Linked DNA regions of Mus musculus: region 1 is linked to region 2. The links are chromatin contacts, called in public HiCAR-type maps. All regions are on one chromosome and are shown on one strand. The core of a region is the stretch at or near the end of the contact, and the rest is flanking DNA. Distances in the headings are between cores, read along the strand shown.

Region 1 (5,578 bases), core at 2,017-4,516, 410 kb after region 2:
TCTCGTCTCCGTCCTCTGTGCAGCCCAACCTTAGCCTCCCCTTGTCCAACCAATACAGCCAAGAAGCTGAAGAACGGATAAAGAAATCAGAAATAGCCTGGAAGTTTTCAGAAAACCAGCAGTGACTTAACCGACCCTAGCCAAGGACATCTCCCTGCCTAGAGGACAGTGAATGCTCTTTCTTCACAGGCTGACAACAGCAGCCAGCAGAGTGGCTTCCCACACCAAGCCTCATACCAATACTCCAGAGCCCTGTGAGGGGAGGGTCCTACCCTTTGGGTCCCTTGTGGCAGGACCAGATTCAGAAAATCCATGCATGGGCCAGCTAATTTGGCTCATCTTCCAGACTCTCCTCTCTGCTGCCCCACTTCAGGCAACCTTAGGATTTTAGAGTACACAAGAGCCCTCCACCATGGTGGCAGGGTGACTCTCAGAGCTCTTCTCTCCAACGAAAACAACCGTTAAAAGTACACAATTTACCACTGCTTTGGTATAAAGACCACAGGTACAGAAATTGTCCATTTGAAACAGTTTCCAGCAGGCCTCCAGAGTGTGGGGCCCTAGCCCGGCTGGCTGGAATAACCCAGCATAACTTGGTTTACGGCGTCTCTAGACACTTTCCCAAGATACAAAGGCCTCCAGCAGCCCCCATGTGGTGACCTTTAGAGGTCTTATAGCTCCAGCTCTGGAGCCATAATTAGAGCAGGCTTGCTCCATGGGGGCACACTGGAGATTGCAGTGCCTGGTGGCAGTAAACTGCTCCTGGGATCCCTGCAGGGTCTGCATGGTGGCCATGCAACTGAATACCCACGAGGAAGAGGGACTTCAACCCAGGACAGCTCCTTGGCCTGCAGCTGCAAGCAGCCTTTGAGCTGAGACTCTCTCATTCTGGGCTTCTCACCCCCTAAACCACCTACAGGCAATGAAGGAATCCTTCAAACCGGACAAGCGCCGACACCATTCTCAGGGCATGGCCTGACTTCAGCTCTTCTGTCTCCTGACTCCTACCCTAGATGCCAACACTACCATCAATCCAATCCACATGTCCTCCTCACAGCTTTGTCTCTGAGAGCCGCATCTATGTTCTCCCTCACTACCCAACACACAGAATCCTGTACCCTAAAGCCTCCCTCTCTATCTCAGGGGACCCGAGAGCCTGGATGACTCCTCCTACAGTGCTCCATCCCATAATGAGGACAGAGAGGCCTAGAAATTGGTCTGGCCGTGCAAATCCCTCTGGCTGATGTACTCCAAACCCTGCTCCCTCTCAATGCCTCACTCAACAAGTGACCCTCTCTGGGCTCTGCGTCCTTTCCCTATTTTCAGAATTTCCATTTGCAGTAAGTATTGTCAAATGACCAGTCAGTTTGGGAACACATTTCCTGTTCTATACTCCTCTAAACTCCCAAGCCAGTATCCACAAGCCCCCCCCCCCTCCCCCACATCCGCCTTGGAAGGCTCACCCCTTTCTGGTGGGAAAACACCCTCTATAAGATGGAAGCACCCCTGGGGTCTCTGCTCCTTCAGGAGAGGGGAAAGACTGATCAGGGTTCACAGAGCTCCCCCTCAGGTGAGGTTTGGAGGGTTTGTGAGATGGACTAGAAGCCAGATCCAAGACACCCCCCAGGTGCTGTGTCTGGCCCTGTCCTCCCTCTTTTTCTCTCTCCTTCCTCATTCTCTGCCTAAGTCTGAACCAAAGGACAACTGGAGCTCAGCAGGGCGTGATTCATCGGTGGCGCCCTTCTGAGCCAAGACCCGTATTACATTAATCAGTTTCACACCACTATAATGGAGATATGAATATGAATTCTCCATATTGCAGGGAGATAAATGTGCTTTTATATAATGGATCAAGAAAAGGGGGCTGGATGGGGAAGCAGGGTGACTGGGTAAGTTCCATCAGGTCAGCCAAGGGGAGCGATGTGATGCTCACCCCACAGGAGATGTGCTGGGCACTGAAGCATGGGGCCCTAGACTAGAGTCGTTTCTCACCCTTCCATGTCCTTTGTAAACTTCCAAAGAAGCTCAGAGAGAGACAGTCTGGGCAGGATACTGAATGTCCTTCTCAAAGGGAGGAAGGGTATTCTATGCAGAGGCCACCAGTTCTATGTGGAGTCCCATCCCCACACCCAGCTCCCCCCTTCCGATCTCAGAGTTGTCCCCACACTGGGGATGACACCTGGGACAAGGTGTTGCTAGAAGTGCCCTGCACAGGCAAAAACTTCCCAAGGAACATTTGTGGCTCTCATGGTAGATGTCGGTATCTCTAAGTTCTCTGAGACCATGTTTTGTTTTGTTTTGTTTTCAAAAGGTTAAGTTCCCAGCACCCAGGGCCCATCAGGGCACAACAATATATTTGTACACGTGTAGCAGCTGTAGAGGAAGATGTGAACAAACAATGCAAAACAATGCTTTGGGGCTTGATTAAAAAAAATTTTTTTTTTAACTTTTCACTGAAGAAAAGCAGTTCTGACAGAGATCTGACCTGTGTACTGTCATGGCTGATTCTCAGGAGAAGGACTCCTCCGGCTGCCCAGTTCTACCTTCTAGACTACTAGACTCCTATATTACTGGGATTCTGTCAGTGAGGCACAAGCTAGTTCAATGGCTGCACATGCTGGCAGAGCACCTCAAATGTATTTTGCAAGGGACAAAAGGAGACAGAAGGGAGGTACTTGGGCAATGACTAGATTCAGAGATGTGAAAAGAAGACCTTACCTGCCTGAGCTGAAGGAGTCCACCAGAGTTCAGCTGCAGCTTCCCACAGTCACCCAGAACAAATCTCCCAGCAGACATTTTGAAGGTCTGAGTAGCGTGCCAGCATGCCTGGCTATCCCATTCCTCATTTCAGATACAAGGCATGGTTGGTTAGGTTTCTTCAGAGATGCTGTTTCATCAGGGAACCCACTCCAGAGCCTCTGGGTTGAGGGTCCAGAGACAGGAGGCTCCACACAACTTCAACAAGGGTGTTGTAAAAGGGTACTTTTGACTTAGCAAACTTCATCAGGACAGAGAAAGCACAGCTTACAGTCCAGAGCCCACTTTTGCCTCCAAATGCCAGTGGCCTGGCAGGCCCCCAGACACACACCGCACACATGCTCACACACATGATTGATCCCAGGAACAAGCACTAAGCCTTGTCACTACAAATCCATGCTTTTGCCTAGGGAGTCCCAAAGCCTAACTGTCCCAGAGTTTCAAGGAGCCCCAGAAACATCACCAGCAGGGGTCAAGGTCCCATTCTGCTTTCGGACCATAGAGGGCGCTTCGAGCATGTCCATTCAGACCTCGGAGCTCCCACCAGCTTAGCAGAGGGCGTCTATGGGACCCAAGTCTACCTAGCTGGACTGCCCAACTCCTTAGCTGCTTTGCGAACTGACTCGTGACCCCACGTGTGGTACACTTTCTTGCCTTGGCAGCATCTGCGAATCTCTCTCTCTCTCTCACTCTCTCTCTCCAGTCTGGAGGTTCAGAAATCCAATCCTTACTCAACCTGAGACAAGAGTGGGAAGAATTGAGAAGAGGGAGCATGCCCTGAGTGCAGTGTGGCCCCAGCAGTGCACGGGGTGCCTGCTGGTCCTTGATGCTAGCAAGTAGCGGTGGTCAAAGGCACATGGTCTTCCCCTGGGTGTGCAGGGGGGCGCGCGCGCACACACACACACACACACACTCCACACACCAACACCATGACTCTTATGGGCAGCCCGGGGAGAGAGCAAGTTTCCTGGCAGCTGGGAAGAGCGGAGCCTAAACTGGGGAGAGACTGCCCAACTTTGTCCCCATTTAGCTTGTTTTCCCCACAGTTTACATCGTCTTAGGAAGTTTTACTATTTGCTTGCGCAGTCCTCATGAATCCCAATCCGGTAGCCATCATAGTCCTAAAAGTCCTGGCTCTGGTTTGGCGGAGTCTTCCGCTCTGCTGAAAAGTGCGCAGGCGACTGGCTGGTAAGCCGCAAAGGAGTGGTGGGACTCCTAACTCTCCACTGTGGTTTTCAAAACTGCTTGCTGGCCGGTGCGGTACCGAGCTATCGCCTTCCCTCATTGTTGCTACAGTGCTCCTCAGCCTTCTCCGGCAAGACTGAGGGACTATTAGTTCAGGCTTCTTCAGCTGATGTACGCACAGTCGCAGATCGTCCTACCCGGGTTTAAAGATGCGCCCTAGGCAACCCCTTCACTACAATCACCACTCACTCCCCACCCCGTAGCGCACCTTTTCTCTGAAGCCACTTCTGAATCTTGAATCGCAAACCCAGGGAACCCCGGAACTCGGAACCAAACCCTATGTCGCTCATCTATATGAGAATATTTTTTAAAGAACCTTCCGTTTTCTCCTCTTTACACTTAAACAACTGACTAAGCACACTGTGAGCAATATTTCATACTCCATTACGTCCACGCTCTGACTAGAAAACGACCCTCCTCTAAAACGCATCGCTCACACAACTAGTGAGTAATTGATTTCGAGCCCGAAGTTCCCCTTTGGGAGTGTGATTGAAAATTCTCTTCATTTCCCCCCATTTTGATCCACTTTAAAACATCGGTTTTGTAAACTGTCTAAAATTGAACGCATTTATGTACTTAAAAAGGCTGCTCCAGATAAACGCTTGTCTAAGCGTGGCAAAGATTTACACTGCCAACAAGAAGCTGGCCTAGGAGCAAAACGAACAAATTCAACCACTACCATCACGGACTGTGCGCCTGACACTCGGTGGAAACACTGTTCCAAGACCCTTCTCCCAAAAGAGTCTGGCGAAACCATAGCCCCTGAACTGTGCCCAGGATTTCAAGATCGCAAACATCATGGCCTCCCCCAAAACGCAGGAGGACAGGGACAAACAGCTGTAGCCGCGTGGACATCGTTTCATTTAGTTTATTAGACAAAAATATATGATTTAAACAAGTTCGCTGACGCGCTATTTACAATCTGAAATCACGCTATATACAGAAAGGGGAAAAAAGAAACAAAGAAGACACAAACACAGAAGTGGGAGGGGGGCATTTACCGAATCGGATAATCAATCCGAGCGGCAGGCTGAGCCTTACTCCCCCCTTCCCAAGCGCTTAGGCAGGATGAGCCCCTTTCTGCAGAGAGCGATGTGTGAGAATCACTGACGCTGCCGTCACGTTTGTCCTTTACACAAGTCTCAAATATTTGTCTTAATTCTTCCCTCGTCTCCTCCCCCCCAACCCCTCCCCCTCCCCTCCCCCCGCAAAAGTAAAAGATGACCCCCCTTAATCAGGCAGACGGGAGGGCTGCGAGGATCCGAGGCGTTCCCTCCTGCGGGGCCAGCGAGCTGTATGAGAAACAGCAAGAAGACACCAGCAATGAGTAAACAGATCCAGCGCCACCGAGCCCCAGCCTCTTCGGGCAGAGCCCGGGCTAGAGCTAGACCGCCTCCCAACAGTCTCCCTGCTCCAGAGAACTGGAGCAAGCTAGGCGGGTAGTGCTCTCCAATTAGGACTTTAGGACCCTCACCGCTACTTCCATCCCGCCCCAGGGCAAAAGCTAAAAAGCACTCACTTGTCGCGCACCGGCTGGAAGGGCGACTTTAACTGTTGTGGGGGCGAATCCGGTCTG
Region 2 (6,010 bases), core at 924-3,423:
CTCGTGTGAAACAGAGAAGTGAGAACACCAGGAATCCCCAGGAATCGTATTCCTTTGTAGCTTTCCCAGATTGAGGGTGCTGAATGCTGACAGGTATAACCCTCTGCACGAGAGCACAATTCAGTGGTGGGGTCCTATAAGGAAGCAGGGGCTGGTGATGTCTGTCTTCTTTAAGATTTAGTTCTTGCCTATCTTTGCTTTCACCAATACATTAAGACAATAACTGACAAGGCACACACATGATACAGAAGAACCTAATGCAGCTTGTACCTTGAAGACCTACAATAAGTGACTCTGTCCTCTCTCCAGGGCCCTCTGTCTATCTTGATATAGTCCACAATATAACACAACAGACTTTATTGTAAAGAAGTGTAGATTGGCATGAAATCTAAATGAAGCATATTGCAAATAGCTTTGTATAACCTGTCACATTGTCAGAATTGGTGAACATCAGGTCACCCTTACGGACCACTATTAAAGACCTTTCAGGATAAGACCATTTCGGAAAGAGCTACCCAATTCATGAACAACAACCTTCATGTCATGTGAACTGAGTGAGGATGGCTGATTAATCACAAATTTGCAGATACAAAGAACAATAAAAACAAAACAAACAAACAAACAAAAAATGTCACTGGACCATAATTCCTACTGGACTGATCTGAGACTGGCTTAGTGAGGGACTCTCAGTGTGGATATATGTCAGACCTACTTGGAAACCAAACATGGGGATTCAGAAATCAATGAAAGAGACATTCCTTCTCCATCTTCACAAATAACTCCCAAATTCAAGAAGGCTGAATTAATGACTTTCTTTTGTTTGAACCAGTCAGCAATATATGTGCATTGCCGGGGGAGGGCTTAATTTCAGGGTTTGTAGTTCAGAATAATGGCAAAGGCAGGGTACTTCCACCAACAAATTCAACAAAGGAAAGGTGGAGAAAAGCTGAATGCAACTCTCTAGGCAGTGAACTCCAAGGTCTTTGCTTGAACCAGCTACCTTTGGAGCCATACCTCAGCGTGTTTACCTCTACAGAACGCTTTATGGAAGGGCAAATGGAGTGTCTGGCAGCAAAGGCTGCCTTCAGTGTATGGTTGTATGGAGGAGCTTTGAGTCCAGATTCTTTTCATTCCAGCTAGGTGCCTACGGGAAGTTCATCTAACCTGTGAAAGATGTGGCCTCTTAACAAACACATGTCTGGGTTGCTACTTGGTCCCAGCGTACAACATGGTAAGTTGTCTTAAACCGATCACACTGGCCGGCTAGCAATACTTCCCTGTTCTCTGTGTGTTGTCTGGGCTCAGCCAGTCTGTTATTTGATAGCATGACCTTAAGTTTTCTCTTATAAGAACTCGATACTATTTCCTATCATTTAATGGCAGGAATTTTATTCAAAAGCCACAGTGAGGCTGAGGATTACTTCGAGTGGTTAGAGACACTCATAAACGCTCCTGGCAGGTGGTTGAATGCTGCGGTGAGCTAATGTCTCAAAAGTCTTTCAAAGAGGTGAAAATCATTCCCTAGGGTGTTTGCAGTGTTTAAAGTCAGTATCAGCAGTAGTGAGCTATGGAAGTTATACCTGGGCCTCTGATTATACAAGTTAATTACAGGTTCTGACGTCTCCATCATAAACACAACTTGGCATTGTTAAAAATGAATTTTCATAAGCGTCTACAATCTCCTCCTTTTTCTAATTTCTCTACAATAAAATCCAGGTAATGAGAGTGTTCTTGTTAAACAGGACTGGCTGGAACTACGGGATAGTAAAGTTTTTTTTTTCAGACTCATTATATGAATGAAAGGAATTTTAAATTAACATTGATTATTCAGCTGTTTTGTTTTTTGTTTTGTTTTTCAATTTTATTTTTTTGGACAAGAATGTCTTTAGGTAATAAAACAAGTTAAAAAATTCTCCCTTTAAATAATTTGTCTTAAACAGTTAGGACAGAAAGATGTTGGCACCAGGAAACTTGTGTTTTGTGGTTCTTGTAATTAATGGTCCCAGGGACAGTGTCACAGGGGCTAAGGAAGACATTATCCAAGGTCAACCTGGCCAAGGACTTTTAATCAGAAACTAAATACAAACAACTGACAGCCGAGGCCAAGTCTCTCACTGGCAGTTCTGCCCAATGGGCCATAGACCTGGAGGTCAGGCCTTCTGCCCAATTCCTCCCAGTCCCTTTGTCCTGACACCTGACTGCCTCAGTCATGTGACATTGCAGATCCTCAGTGCTGTTTCTCTTCCCATCACTGCCAGCATACATCATCCTGTGGCATCCTGGGATTCTCATTTTCTGCTCCTGCCCCTCCTTAGTCTCTGTTCTGTTTTCTGTTAACTCCTTGGAGGTGCTTAGTTATGCATATTAATGACATTTTCCTAGTTAATTAACAGCCTTGTCAAATAGGCAATTCATGTAAGAAAACATAGCAAAAGATTTCTGTTTAAAGACTCACTCATTTGTGGTGATGAGTAACAAAATCCTCATCACAACCAAGGTACATTCTAGCCTAAGTAGAATTAAAAACTGGGGCCAGTTAAGACATTTTGGGGAGTCATTTCTAGATACTTTAATTCTTGGGGATTTCTTGTACAAAACCACACTACAGTCCCACCTCTATTGGATTGGTGTTTTCTTTCTGAATTTAAATGCCACATACTATTTCCCATGTTCTAAGACAGTTACAGGTACTGTGTGCCACTCCAGTCTTGTGATTCCAAGGACATTGAGGATGGTGATGGTGGTGGTGATCGTATTGGTAATGATGTGTGTGATGAGACGCTGATGACAAGTGGACATCATTGTTTCCACTAGTGTTGAGAGTCTATAAAAACCCCAGATCTTGTCTGCTATTCACCCATGGTGCTCCTGGCTTCCTTTCTCTGGAAGGAGACAGTCCACACGCATTTTGCAGTTCAACATGGAATCTGCTCTCCACCTTTCTCTTTGTCTGCCTCTCCCAGTGTGTGCAATACCAGCCTCTGCTCACAGGTCCAATTTCCAAAGCTGGTACCTTGAGATCTTGGGATTATACCCAGATGGTATAATGGTACCCTCAAGTAGCAGCTGCCCAAGGACTTCCTGTGAGTTCACATTTGGCTGGCAGGAAGCTGACTGGCAGTATGACCAGTGTTGGGATTTTGGGGTTCAGGTATCTGCTTCTGGCCTGATCAGCTGTACAGGAGGACTTCCAAGTGTCCCTGTGTCAATACTCAGGCTGCAGCTGATCCTCCAGTCCAAACACACTGCTCACCTCTGAGACATGGCTGTCTTTAAGTCTTCACATCTGGCTTGTTTCCTAGCTGTTTGGTTTAGGCCACTGTAGATGCTTCATGGATTAGTCTGGGGGAGGGACTTTTGTTTGGCATTTTAGTTGAATTTTTCCACTTAGTTGCATCTTTCTATAGTGTGATAACACCTACTCATTCTTACGTACCAATACATAAATCTGTGCTTGTATTCTCAGCTGAATCCCACCTCAAATACTTGCCATCATCCTGGGGGCCCTGCCATGGCTTCACTGAATTCATATTCCTGTATTCCTTGTCTTCCTCCATTCCGTTTCTGGTATAACACACCAAGCTCCTAGATAGAAATGCTCAAAACCATACTGATTCATTCCTTTTGAACTCACCCTAAGCTCCATCTCTAGATCAAGGAGTTGCCAACTGGTAACACTCCAGCTGAAGTCTCTCCTGAATCTATGTTGTATTGTACCCATCTGGGTGGCTGACTTTCTTACTTCTTCTGAAACACGTGAGTGATTTTCAGCTTGTCACATCTAGGACTGTCATGCAGATCAAGGGACTGGCACCTTTGTGGCTTCACTCACTTCTCAGGGAGGCTAAGAAGCTTCAGAGTCCAGCATCTCCAGGTTCTTTCCTGCTTTTTCCAGGTTCTGCCATACCGCCTGCTTCCATTCAAAAATTCTAGGTAGGGTATGAGCCCCACTGCCTGCTTTCATCCTGTGAAGCTAGGGTATGAACACCTATATCCTGCATGCTCTCTACATACATGATATATATGATGATGGAGACAGGGAAAACAGTCATGCATGCAGACTCGCTGCCTTCATTCCTGAAGTAACACCAGTCGGATAATTGCCAACCATTTTCCCTGTACCACACCATGCAGTCCTTCTGTCCATGTGACAAAATGGCTGTTTGTCTCCTAATGTACAGCTTAGAGAACATGAAGGTTCAGGGAAATCCCACTCTGAACACAGGGCCATACAAATGTAAATTATTATGAGGAGGTCAACAAAAAACCTTCATAGGACTGGGCTCCTACAGCATTGTGCAGATGCGATTGGTAGTTCGCATCCAGATGATGCTGGCTAAGTCTAGACAAATCAACTGTGTATATTATACTCTTGGAAGAGACATTTTGATTGGCTTATGTCATAGTGAAAAGGGGGCACTAAAGCAGAGACTCAAGTGACAGCAGATGGTATTCAAGGTACATCGGTTGCCTAAGAAGCATGCCCACTGTCCATCTTCCCCAGGTGACCACTTAATGCAGCAGGTGCCCTGGAATTTCTCTCCTGAGCAGCTGATTCCTTAATTCGTATATGCCCTGTATTCTCTTCACCTATGATGATGCAGATGGGTCAAGTACTTTTTAACCTTCCCTCTGTGTGTTTCACCTCTGACTTCCATATTCTTCCAGCTGATTTCTTCTGAGCCTGAGATCCTCTACACCTTCGCTTATGGTCCTGCCTGTAGCCTCCACACATGCTGAGGTCAGCAATCCCACCCATCTGCTCAGAGCTTCACTAGACTAGCCAACCCCAGACCTTGTTCTGCTTGGCAGTATACACTGTGCTCTCAGGAGAGATACTACCCCACATCCTCCTTGCCTGACTTCTGCCACTGCAGAAGTATTAGGTCCATGGGTTTGTGTCAATACTAACACATCATTGTCTATAAAAGGTTTACCTTTTTAACTGAATTACTAATTCCTTTGTATTTTAGGAGCTACACTCTGTACCAGGATACAATGATTAGTCGTGTATTAATGGTAATACATGAAATAGTAACATTGTCAAAGAGAACTTTCCTTCAGTTTAATTTTTTTAATTTATTTGATTTGATTCCTTTTCCAGTAGAGTCTTCTACTGTAGTCATAGAATCAGGAAGTCTTCCTGCCTCAGCAACAATCTTGCTAGACTTCTGTGTAGGAACCTTCACTGCTGAGCTTCCCCAGCTTCCTGATCAGTAAAGAGTAACAAACAAATCTGTTTATGATGTGGTGCCTGGAATACAGAACATAAATTGCATGTGAATATAGACAAACATTCCAGAAACCCAGTGGAAAGGAAAAATATTGGAAACTTGGCAGTTGTTTCCTGGCCTGATGGACAGAAAGTAACCTTAGAAATTACAAGAGCCCTCTTCTTCAGTGTGACGGAAGAAATGAGAACTCTGCCTCAGTGAGACCATGTTCAAGATCAGGCAACCATTATGACTTCCCCCTTTAAAATTACATATTAAAAAAAAAAACACCAGACAATGTATTTCTGTGAGCTGACCCTTTTGAGGAGTTTGTTACTGTGCTCAATGGATAAGGCACTCAATACTTTACTGCAGTTCAAACTGATTTAGTACAACAACAACAACAACAACCAACAACAACAACAACAACAACAAAAGATGATTTTCAAACTTCAAAAGTCTCGGTACCATGGGAAATCTCTTAATTTTGTTTCGAAATTTAAAAACAGGTCAAGTAGCATTACAGTTTATAGTTTCTAAAATAGAAAATAATTCAGCTTAAAGTGGAGTGAATGAGACTGAAGTGTTGAACCATGCTACTGCTGAGCAAGAAGTCAATCCTTAGCCAGAGCTGACCTGGTGCCTCCTCAATGTGCTTTTGTAAAAAAATATTTCTCACCATGCTACATTTCCTAGGATCCATTTATAGTAGAATTGAGCAGAGGAAGTGTGCTGACAGGAGACAGTTCACAGGCACGTGAGTGAAACATGCAGATGGATGTATTAAGTTATTGCTG

Evidence for each region. HiCAR-type assays count read pairs that join an accessible place to other places.
Region 1: a contact with region 2 is called in a HiCAR-type map of kidney, with 5 times the contacts expected there. The contact joins two enhancer-like sites. A contact is called at or near these places in 2 of 115 datasets of contacts at active chromatin or transcription factors (embryonic limb bud and kidney) and 2 of 9 other capture datasets (adipose tissue and liver).

What each region holds. Positions count from the first base shown.
Region 1 is chr13:71,953,380-71,958,957 of GRCm38.p6, forward strand. Irx1 (Iroquois homeobox 1) reads right to left here. Exons shown (of 4, transcript NM_010573.2): 3 at 5,522-5,578; 4 at 4,853-5,294. The coding sequence ends at 5,237. Among named protein-coding and RNA genes, the nearest start is that of Irx1, 7.6 kb to the right of the region's middle. Within about 2 kb of position 3,267, at least 12 of the 459 cell types and tissues checked have an H3K27ac peak or open chromatin away from gene starts, as enhancers often do. A contact at or near this core is called in kidney, where this site is marked.
Region 2 is chr13:71,548,133-71,554,142 of GRCm38.p6, forward strand. All of the region lies in intron 1 of 1700112M02Rik (a long non-coding RNA gene), which reads left to right. Among named protein-coding and RNA genes, the nearest start is that of 1700112M02Rik, 64 kb to the left of the region's middle. Within about 2 kb of position 2,174, at least 2 of the 459 cell types and tissues checked have an H3K27ac peak or open chromatin away from gene starts, as enhancers often do. A contact at or near this core is called in kidney, where this site is marked.